Linked DNA regions of Anas platyrhynchos: region 1 is linked to region 2. The links are chromatin contacts, called in public Hi-C maps. All regions are on one chromosome and are shown on one strand. Each heading gives the region's core, a stretch centred on a gene start, on an enhancer-like site or on the middle of the called end of the contact. The rest is flanking DNA. Distances are from core to core; before and after follow the strand shown. Region 1 overlaps NUMB (NUMB endocytic adaptor protein). Region 2 holds the start of NUMB (NUMB endocytic adaptor protein).

Region 1 (6,180 bases), core at 1,599-4,098, 42 kb before region 2:
GACAGCTGCTTCCTGGGGTGGCAACTGAGCTGGGAAACAGAAAGCAGGATGAACAGGAGAGCACTCTAAAAATGCCCGCAGTGTAACAGCTGGCACCCAGCACTGGGGCAAGCATGATAGGAACGGGGTGCAAAGCCTACTGGATGTTACACTGCCAGATTCAAACCAGCATTAAAGCTACAACTGTGTTACCTTCACCTGTGACTAGTCACAGGTTTACACAGTGTAAATTGGTACAATGAACGAACTCAACTATTGTGGCAGGTGACCCTAGCATAACTACTCTATACACAGATCACATTTCTCAACAGTGCCTTCTGCCTTCCTTTTATTAGTCCAGAAACCATACAAAATTCTCTATTCCTTGCAGAACATGCAGTTGTCCTTCATACATCAGGCATTGATAACATAGATACCACCATTTACAATGTCATTAAAGTTAGGTGGAAAACAACACTGCCTTCCCTCACAATTACACATTCCTCAATTATCCTGTAATTCCCCCACATACATTACACTTTACCTTACTACATTCACAGGAATGAACTTAGGAGCAGGGGATGCACACAGTCAGCCAGTGATATAGGTACTGAACTGAGATAAAAGCCAACTTATGCCAAAAATCAGGTCTCCTCAGGAAATCATAATCCATTCACATTGGCAAGTTCCACAAGAGCAGATCTTGACCACAGTCCCTGGGGGACCAGCATCACCTTACATCCCTTTGACATTAACTATCACTAAAAACATAAGTGCCAGAAAACACAAGTGCACATGACAGAAAGTCCACTCAACCCACACCACTGTTCACCCCTGGTTAACTCATGGCTGCTACTGTCTTGTGACCATACATCACCAAGCACCGAGTTCAACCTGTGGTTGCCTACATCAGTATTTGTGGGCTCTCCCTAGGTGCATTTCCCAGCACAGATGGGTGTGAACACCTCCTGTCACTTCTTAAAGGGTAACTTTCATCGCATCCAAGGTTGATCATCTCTCAGGAGCCGCATTTATATTCCAGTGTCATCCTTCTGCCCTGCTCATGGTTTGTTCTTTATCTTCTCAGCTCCAACACACTTGGTTGCAGCAGCAGCGTACCATCCTGGCTAATTGCTGGAGCAGTCCCCAACCTGAAGACACAGTTATGTGTCTGAATTTTGTCTCCAAGCTTTGTGTCCAGCTACTGACTTTGGGAACTTCACCTCCTGAGTTCATCTGTGCAGCAGCACCTTCCCTACCATTTTCCTGGGCTGCACACATCACACCAGACAGCTGCCACTATTCCAGGCAGTGGTCTTCTCCAGCAGTATTATTTTTCTGGAGAGGAAAAGGGTTCTCAGATGAGGACTACAGAGCTTGTCATCTTTCTATAATAGTCTTCTTTCAGCATTTGTAGCAGCCTAACTTACCACTGTAGACAGAGATGCTGACAGCATTTATATAAAGCCTTTCCTTCTAAATATAAGCATTTTATCACTCTATTTTACCAGCATCAAGACTGAGAAGTTGGAATCCTACTTAGAAAGAGCAGCAGCAGAGAACTGGCATAAATTAAGAGAAAAAAAAAAAGCTAAGTAGCTATTGCATGTATGTTTCTTTGTCCAATTTAGCTTCATGACAGCAAAATTATGCAAGTGACTACAGGCATTTGAATTACATGCCTCAAAAAGACAGTTGGAAGCCACAAACCACCTTTATTCAGCCTTCACACCAAGGATATTTAAGAGTTATGCCAAACTGTTTTTTTCCAGTGGTTAGGCAAAGTGGTAAACTCACACACATCACACAAAAAGATCATTCATCTATGCAATAACATGCTCTTCAGTTATTTAGACTCAACATTTTCCAACCATAAATAAATTTCATTAAAGAAGCCTTAACTGAAAAAGAAGAATTTGCAAGGGCAGCCTAGTTTAGTCACTCAATCTTCCCTGTTATTAAAGAGCTTAAGTATTTGAATGAGTTTTATTTTTTTGTTGTTTCCTCACTGTCTATGAGAAAATACCCTATAAAGAAAAATGGCACATTTGCAAGCATCAGATTCTCTTCTTCCACCTCTCTCTTGCTCTCGCTCACCAAGTAAGAGCGCTGGAAGTTGACCTTCAGCACTGTTTATACAGGGATTATATAGAAACATTTCTATGAAGTACACAGTGTCTGACAACACAAACTTTCTTAGCCTTTGCAAGTCCTGAGTTTGAGCGATACCAACACTACGAAGTGACAACAGCTTCCAGCACACTCATATTCACGTTGTCTGTTGGGAGTTCCCTGTCATACGACGGGGCAGCAGTCCGTGCGTCATGTTTGACAGTTACTGGGGGTTTCCTTTTTCCATGCTCATTCCTCATTTGCTTTCTCATACTCGGTCCTTCTGCATTCAGTGTTAACTCGCAGCTGAGTCCTGTGCTGGCCGACCAATTTGCATTTTAGCTTCTCAAGATTAAACATTCACACTGGCTGAAAGTAGACCATTCATACCAATATTGGAAGATGAAACCTCCCAAACCCATAGTAGAAAGAACAGAATGAAATTCAGCATAAACAGGATTCTGAACCCTGAAGCTGAAAAGCAGAAACAACTATGTCCAAGACCAAACTTCTGCCTGTGACTCACAATATTTAAAAACAAACAAAAAATAGGAGTTTGTGAACTACACCAGGCCTACAAGTTACTCATGTAACTTCTCCCTCTCAAATCTTACCAAAAATAAATAAATAAATTGAAGACAAAGGTGACAAAACATTTTCAGTCTGGAATGAAGGGCTTTTCGCTGCCTATAATGTGAACCTCTATGCTGTGACGGGCTGCTGTAACAAAGCCAAGATAACCGAGGCTATCTTGGATTGTCCTACAACCACACCCAGGAATGCAACGCATGCCAAAACCCAACAGTTGTTCACTGACGTAGGCGCAAGAGGAATCACAATACGTACTCAATCAGCTTCTCACCGCTGGAATAATGTACTTAGGCTGGCTTGCTATAAATATCCAGCTCTGTAGATACAGAAGGAGATTGGAGCCATATGCAAAAGACCCAGATAATAACTGCACATAAAGCTACAGCAATATAAAATGAAGGAAGAGGAGGAGATTCGGGAAGCGGCCTACGCTGAGGCCCACGCACTCCGAACTGCCAGGAAAGCAGAGCATGAGCTGGATGAGGTTAGGGAAGAGATCAGGGGACGGGGCTTACAGGCAATTTTCCCTGTATATTACATACTGATGTCTGCAATCCCATTGCTGAATTATCTTTTCCAGACAGAAGAATATTTGTGAAAAAAAAAACACATTAACTGGCAATGGAGTGACTGGTAAGACAAGGCACGAGGACCAAGTCAGAAGAGGTGTCTGAGTTCAGGGTTTTGCACTGCAAACCCAAGTCTGAAGCAAAAGGCAATCCCACAGCTGCTCCACCTCATTCCTGCCCTGCTTCTGCTGTAAAAAAACCAAGTATAGGTTACTAACTTGACAAAGCACTCAGACTGAAGACATATATTTTATTAAAATGAATGTCTACAATATTTGATCTAGTGGCAACTTCCAGAATACTGAATTTAACCTTTAAAAGTTTTCAAACAACACAAGTTTAAACTTGATTTGGGCACTGATTCCATCCTTCCGTATTTACCTAATACAGCAAAACACCCCAAAAGATTTGAGTGACCTTATTACTCAGTTAACTTTACAGAACATACTTATATCTGCCCATACTTAAAAGATTCTACTCACAGACAAATATACATCTGATCAATGTTTGCCTAGTCTGTTTTTAATTTGTTTGTTTTTTATTCTCAGGGATGCTGTTCTGTCAAGAGTATTTTTACCGTTCAAAATATTCTCAGTAGTTAAGTGAGTTTTCTACTAACAGGGATTTTTATAAAATTTGTTACTGCTAAGGCCCTCTCTTAGAAACACCTAGAATTAAGAAACTCTTTCTAGACGTACAGAACAACTAAAATACAAATAGGAGGAAAAAAAATAATCTTACATTTCACAAGAATCAGGACATCTAAAGCAAGCTTGTAAATTTTTTTTCCTAAGTGGGTGGAAGGGTGGGGATTGTGCAAAACAGGGATATTTGACATACTGATTTCCCTGATGCTGGAAAGAAGGTCAGAAAGCATTCCTAAAACATTGGCTAGTCTGGAGGTTCACAGTAGGAGGGTATATTTCCTGCTGGATAGTAATATTACATTACACATAAAAATGGCCATGTTGGTAAGATTAAAATAGCTACAACATGTGAAGTTCTCAGCATTGCTGCCCTTCTCTCTGAAGGGGCACTCTGAAAGGGGCTATGAGAAACGCAGTGTATCAGCAAGGGATGACCAAACACCTCCATAAAACCTAAGCATCCCAGATTGATGCACTCTATGTAAAGTGAATCCATGCCCACTCCGGTGCAAAATCAGAGCCAAGTGCTCTAGCTTCAATTCTCCTTTATACAATTATTTTGGGGGTGGCGAAAAAAGGAAATAAAGTGTTTTTTGAATCTTTAAAATATACATTACCCATAGATTATGGAAGTAGCCAATGTGTGTCAGCATTATTGACTTTGCATAACATCCTAGGTCTGAGGGGAAAAACACTACAGAAATACAGACTGAAACAAGTTTTTTTAAAAAACAAACTACTTTATAGTTAGCACAGCTATTACTAAGTGCACCTTATCTAGCTTTAAAGTAGCTAATTATTGACAGATATCACAAAAGAAATGGATTTTGAATTATGGATCAGTGTACTGAGAATATTCCGTGGTGGACAAAATGAAATCCAAGCAAGGCTCAAGTTTTCTAACTACGGAAACATTTGAGGTTGCTCTACTAAATACAATGCTAAGATAAAGCATTTCTTTAATACATTTCAAAGAGTCAAACTGTTTCAACATATCAGTAAATAGAAAAGGGTTTTCTGACTACATTGTAAGTAGTTGAAGATTCCCGCTATGAGTACAGCAATAAATATTATTTAGTGACCTCATTAAATAAAACTTTTAGTAGAGATGAGTTCAAAGAACTTGAAAAGCATTGCTACATCATGTCCTCAGCTAGATTAGGATGCACATTTAAAGAAAGGAATAAACTTCCTAAGGGTGCCTAGAAATTCATGTACAAACTTTAGTAGAATTTCTCAAACTTTAAAACTCCCACAATCTTAAGGTAAAAAGATCTGGCATTCAGTTTTTCATAAATAGTTCACAATAGTTCACAAGTGTAGATCAGAAAATGAACACTCAACTGGTCAAAGAAAGCTAAGCAAAACTGAGACTACATGGTTGTGTCTATTTCAATGAGAAGTGCTAGCAAGTATCTTCTTTAGCAATTTGAATTCAGTATATCCAGGATTTGAGAAAAAAAAGCCTCCCATGAGCTCTCACTTTTACCTATAAAACGAAGTCCTGGGTTTCCATAGCACTTAACTTACCATGTGAAAAGTGTCTGTTGTTTTAAGAAGTCCCCACACAGTCTTGGCCGGCTGCACTATACACAAATAAAACCTGGTAATACAATTCTCAAAAATTCACAGAACAAAATGGGAAACCCCTGCAACAGACAGAGCAGAACAGGAGAATGCAGCTCTGAGGCATGCTGTGGTAGACAGCCTGAGACACTCCCTACAAATTCCCTACACCACCCACATCCCCTCATGCTAGGTACACAAGCGACACAACAGGAAGGGCCTTCACAGTCTTCTTTCTGGGTCAGGTACACCAAAATAGTTCTGGGAAACCTAAACAAACTGGACGTGACCCCAGGTCAAAATAATAGCTGCACTGACTATGCTACTAGCTATGACTAGCTGCTGCTTATCTCAGATCTCCGAGATACCGTGACACACACAAACCAAAGTCATCTTTGGCTGTCTGCTTTTACCTAGCTTTTGGTAGTGCTTCATCAGTTCTAAGACGCTTGACTGACAGGCAAACTTTTTCTAAGACACCGTTACAACCATACCACATTAGGACATCTCTGCTAGAAGCAGTAGCTATACCCTGCTATGAGAACCAGCAGAGCTTACTGTGACTGCCACTCACTACATTCCATCAAAAGCAGCATTTATCCTGTCTACCTTAAAACTAAAAATAATATGTATTATGCCCCTTATTTTTGTTTTGCAGTTAATATGCTCATAAACTCCATTCTTCTGTGATGGAGGGTGGAAACCTGTGTTTTTTA
Region 2 (5,466 bases), core at 668-3,167:
ACAGTAGGACCCCAAAAGTTACCAAATACATGAGCTGCTACAATACATAGGCTGCTACAAGAATCTCTCACCTTAGAGATGCTGTAGAACAGCTTTCCTAGAGTGCAGGAAATAAACTTTTTTATTGCATTAGGAAAAAATGCTGTTTTTTTTAAATATTATGCAGCTCCACCAATATTAGTGGTGGAATAAAAGCAGCTACAGGCAGAATTGAAGAATTCTGTACAGTGCTGTAACAGGCTGCTAAGAACACGCAACTAAAACCTCACATTTGTATTCCTCCTAGCCCGTTACTGGGGAGGCAAGCACTTTTGGACTGACTTTTATTTCATCAAGTTCTTAAATCTGCCACTCTCATTCTGGTAGGGAAGAAAAGTGCGTAAAGATCATTCCAGCAGCAGGCAGCTGTATTGCGCTACAAAATATAGCGCTGGCAAGTCTTGGGAGTTTTGAGAGCCCAATGTGGCTCGCTGGGTTGTTTTTCTTCTTCCTAAATGCATAACGCTGCCAGGTACTAGTACAACACCAGAAGGTTTAACAACACCAGAGTAAGAAGATAAACTTGTCTACTGTCTAGTTTACACGCACCTTCAGCTTCCACACGTTTAAGAGAAGTAATAAATGCAGGGAAGTGATTCCCAGGCTGGGAAAAAGAAAAAAAAAGACAGCTAATAAGCATAATAGATGTTTGATTTGAATTGCATCTCTTATTTAAGCTTTAGGGAAAAAAACTTCTTTGAGGTGTTCTGCTTAGAGCTCCACAAATCAAAGTTTTGCTGAGGCTTAAAACCAGGGCTTTATGGAATTGCAGATGAAACAGAGCTTGCTGTAGGATAACTCCAGCTATGAAAACAATTAGAGAATCACCAACAAGGATGAACACGGACTCATTTTTTTGGACTTTACTCGCATCATCTTTTATTTCCTCCGTGAGATTTTCGCTAGGGGGAAGAAAAAGCAGCACGTCCAGCGAGGATTGCCAAGAGATGAAGAAATGGAAAACCCACACTAATGAGCCGAAAAACAATACCGCTTCTCTATGGCAACAATTAACTTCTGCATAAGCATAGAGCCCATTTCAGCAGTAACCACGGATCAATAAGTCAAACAGCAGCGATGAGTCAGGAACCCATTTAAATATTTACCCTTTTCCCTACGAGCCGCGGCCGGAGTAGTATTATGGCCAAGCAGCATGACTGCGCCTTCCATTTTACCCTCTCATTCAGCAGCCTCGCCGGCGAGGCAGGAAGACCGAAAAAATGAGGGAAAACCACCAGAAAACCCGAGCCGGGCCGACAATCGGACATTGTTCGGGGCCGGGAGCATCTCCCAGCCCTGACGGCTGAGCCCAGGCGCACGGGGCACAACCGGGGCAGGGCAGGCTCCCGGCACAACCCCCCCCCGGAGCCCCCCGACCCCCCGGGCCCCGTTCCGCGGCGCTCCCGGCACGTTCCGTAAATGAAACCCCGGCCCCGGGGGAGCCGCAGCGCCCAGCGGGGACCCCGCAGCCCCCGGGGGGGGGGTCCCGGGGCAGCCCCGGAAGCGCTGCGGGGGCTCGGCAGCGCCCCGGCCCCACCTGTGCCGCCCCGCGGGGCCCCACCCGGGCGCTCCCCGCCGCCCCCTGCAGCGGGGCGGGGACCGGGCGGCGCCCTCCGGTTCTCCCCCGGTTCCCCCCCACCTGAGGCATCGCCCCCCGCCGGCTCTGCCCTGCCCGGCCCAACGCGGCTCGGCTCGGTTGGGCCCAGCCCGGCCCGGCCCGGCGGCGCTCACCTGCTCGCCCGCCGCCGCCGCCGCCTCTTCAGCCGCCGCCCTCCGCCACCGAGCAGCGCCGCCGCCGCCGCCCCCCCCCCGGCCCCGCCGCTGCTGCTGCTGCTGCACCCGCCCCCGCCCATCCCCGCGCCCCCATTGGCCGCCCTCCCCGCCGCTCTGCCCGCCGATTGGTGCGCCCGGCTGCTCGTCCAAGCGCAACGCCCGCCTCCCCCCCCGCCCACGGGCCCCCGGTGTTTTATTCACTCCGAGGCTTTGGCGCCCCCACTCTCCAGCGGCCGCTCCTGATTGGGGGAAGGGGCCGGAGGGGAGCGCTGCGATTGGCTGCGGGAGCTGCCAGCTGAGGCGGTGGGCCCGCCCCCCCCCTCCCCTCCGCTCGGGCTTAGGCTGCGGTGGGGCGGGGGCGGCCGCGCTGCGCGGGGGCCGGGAGCGGCGGGGTCCGGCCCGTGGGGTCCGGCCAGAAACCGCGCCCCGGGCCCGGGGGCCGCCCGCGGAGCCCGCCCGGTCCCGGTGGTCGCCCTCACGCCGCGGTGCCCGGTGCCGCCGCAGGGCCCGGTGCCGCTCCGTTACCCCAATGGGGGCCCGGGGCGACGCCTCTGGCCCCCGGGGATCCTCCCGCAGCTGCGGCCGCTCGGTCACACGCTCACCCCCGTGCCCGGAGCTGAAGGCGCTCCGCTCGCCTGCCCCGAGGCCCCGGGGCAGGAGCAGGCCGGGCGGGGGCAGCGCCAGGTGCCTCGCAGCGCCTCGCCCGCCGCCAGCCCTGTGCCCCGCGGCGCTCAGCGGGCTGCCGAGCAGCGATTTCAGCCGGAATGCAGGCCAGAGCCCTGCTGGGGGCTGAGAAATAAAATAAAGAAATCAAATCAGGAAGTTGAAATGCAAAAAATTACGTAAGGTTTCGCTGTGTCTTTATCCTCGTTACCTTCTCCCTGCGTGCACCTCACACCTCTTTGTCTCTAAACCAAGCAAAGGGACAGAACAACAAAGGCCGAGTGTCACCCAGCGCGCATCCAGGACATACGGGAACTGGAAGCCGTGGTCATGTCACAGCGTCGCCCACAAGGTCATCTACCGAGTTCACGTGGAGGTGCTGGGGCAGAAGCAGGAGGCTGGCACAAACCCCAGCTATCAGAACGATGCTCTGTCCCCCCAGATCCCTGCATGTTCAAGGATTAAATTAAGAAAAAAAAAAAACACAAGAATTTACTTTACTTACCTTTTTTTTTTTATTTATTTTTTTACGTCTCTGCGTGTCACTCTGCTTGGAAAGCAAACCCAAAGCAGATAGCTGCCCTCCTTCTCACAGCTGCTTCTCAGAGTGCTGCTCTCAGCCACCAGCACAACACAGTTATGTTGGAGCCAGTGTTGCAAAATGACTAGACAGATATTTCTACCAGTCCTGAGTTTTCTTCTGTTGTTATGAAACCCAGAGTCATTTCTGACCTCGCATAGGTCTTAGTATGTTGCATGCCCAATATCTTTGGTTTCACTCTTCATCTTATTCATAATCTCCATATTTTTGAGTAAACTTTTGACAAAACATGGTGCCTTAAGCCTTAATTTCCAAGCAATAATCTTTGTATTAGAAAGATGCTCTGCTTCCAAGTGAGGATTTGAGGGTGGGTAAGGACACACTATTGTAAATGAAATTCTAATACATGCTTCAGCTATATATAGCTTTCACAAATATTTGCTGGATATTTAAATCCATTTGTTGCTATTACCACTTTTCTGCTGGACTATTTGTATCTCCGTAACTCCCCATGTAGTCGTTGGGAACCAAAGGGAAAGGGGGTTGTGGTGGGAAAGGAAAAGGACCGTGACCCTAGAGGTCACCTAACTGAACAAACTGAGCATGCAACACAGCAAACTGCCCATTCGCCACGCTCATCCGCGGGGCGCGTTCTGTGTAGTCAGTCTTCCTGTGGAGAGTTTCCATGAGAGGAGGCAAATGAATTCTCCAAGGCCTGATATTGGAAGCAAAGCTTCAAGGTTCTTTAATCCTGATGGATAATGGAGCACTGGGAGAGACTTCATAGCACACCCAAGATATCCAGCCCTTGGCCCTTTTCCACCTTTTAAAAGAGAGCTCCAAGACTAATACGCTGGATTAACAGCCCTGGCTGTTTACATGTATGTGTTGCCCACGTGCACCTGTCACTGGTGCTGTCTTAGACAAGAGATCCTTTCTGGTCTCACCAGGACAGTAGGATAGTATGCCATCCCCTAAGGACCTGAGAGTACATTACACGCGCACTCATGCTAATACAAACTCCAAGTCCTCAGTGCAGGTACCCGGAGGCTTAACATCATTCTTTCCTATTGGCTATCTAAAACAATGTTGGTGATTAAATCTCCCTTCTCTAATCACACTGTAATACTATCCCTTCTAGGAACAAGCCATACCAGTATAAATACTACAACATAAGCATTTTTATGCTGCTATGACTGTGCTCACCCCAGAGGAATTCCATCTTTTTGACAATTGAGGTAGAATGTGAGAGCTTGTGTGTGTGGATGAGCTCTAAAAATGTTTAAAAAATGTTTCAAAAATGTGCCTCTAGTAGCCTCTAGTAGCTACACAAATATACTACAGGAAACAAATACATAAGTACTACGTAGGCTTTCTGCTGTCATGCTCTGAGCAAACCTGAACAATATGGTTGCTAAACCAAGACATCCTGTTTGAACAGATATTTCCATCTGATATGCTGCGTCAGAGGTGAGCAAGCGATTTCAGAGTACTTCAGAAAAAAACACAGTGTAGACAGCTTTTTTGCCCACTTACCAGGAAAGGAGAAAGTCTTTTGCAACACCTCTGAAAAGGAGAAACGCACCGAAGAACCAAATGCTGAATGTCACAGCTGTATGTCAGAACTGCTACGTGTTCATTTTGAAATAGATGGCATGCATGTAGTTAATGAGCAAAGCTGTGCACTTGCCATAATTAATACAGAAAGGATATGAATAGAAAGAATCCTTTACAATCCTTCTGCCCTGGAAAAGCCTCACCCAAACAGCCTGTCAAGAGCCATCTCTGCATATCAAAAGCATATTCTCTACCACCAGATACACAATGCATGCGCAACAGCCTGACTGTACCTTCTGTCTTAATTGTCAGTATGTGAGCAATCTCACAGGGCACGTACTTCACTCAGATTCTTTTTGCTTTCGTTTTATGATGTGGATTTTCATGGTCATTTACCTCTCTCCTTCTGCTGAAAAGCAAGAAGGCTGGAGCCGTGGTGTCTGCAGCTTTGTGGTTAGTCACTGCCTACGGAGTCACTGCAGATGGTATCTGCTCAATGCTACCAAATGCTAGATGACATATATTAAGAACACAAAAAGCCCTCATAAAATTACTTTTGAAATGCCTACAAAGTAAACCCTGCGATTACAGTGGGCATGAGGTGACAGCTCAGTCAAGGGTCCTACTCAAATATTTTATGTAATTTCAGCTCCAAGTTACAGAGCTTGTATTTTAGTGTCACGTAGGACAAGAGGAAACGTCTGTGCTTCCAATTCCTCCAAAAAGATAATTTCACAGGGGAGCCTGGACCTTGTAATTATTATTTTTATGAATTTGTTTTAATTGGACTTTTGCATGGCAGGAACGGCTTATTTTCTCAGTGGGGCTCTGTGTGCCAGATAACCAGGATTAAAGACTACAACCAGTCACTGAATAAGAAAATCACTGAGAAG

The links. Hi-C and Micro-C count contacts between places; a contact is called where the count stands out from the background.
Region 1: a Hi-C map of liver shows a contact between it and region 2, with 2.7 times the contacts expected there. The contact joins the enhancer-like site here to the promoter of NUMB in region 2. A contact is called at or near these places in 2 of 8 Hi-C or Micro-C datasets (liver and skeletal muscle).

Annotation. Positions count from the first base shown.
Region 1 is chr5:35,184,834-35,191,013 of IASCAAS_PekinDuck_T2T, reverse strand. All of the region lies in intron 1 of NUMB (NUMB endocytic adaptor protein), which reads right to left. Among named protein-coding and RNA genes, the nearest start is that of NUMB, 41 kb to the right of the region's middle. Within about 2 kb of position 2,848, at least 3 of the 8 cell types and tissues checked have an H3K27ac peak or open chromatin away from gene starts, as enhancers often do.
Region 2 is chr5:35,142,911-35,148,376 of IASCAAS_PekinDuck_T2T, reverse strand. NUMB (NUMB endocytic adaptor protein) reads right to left here and starts at 1,917. Exons shown (of 10, transcript XM_072038809.1): 1 at 1,771-1,917.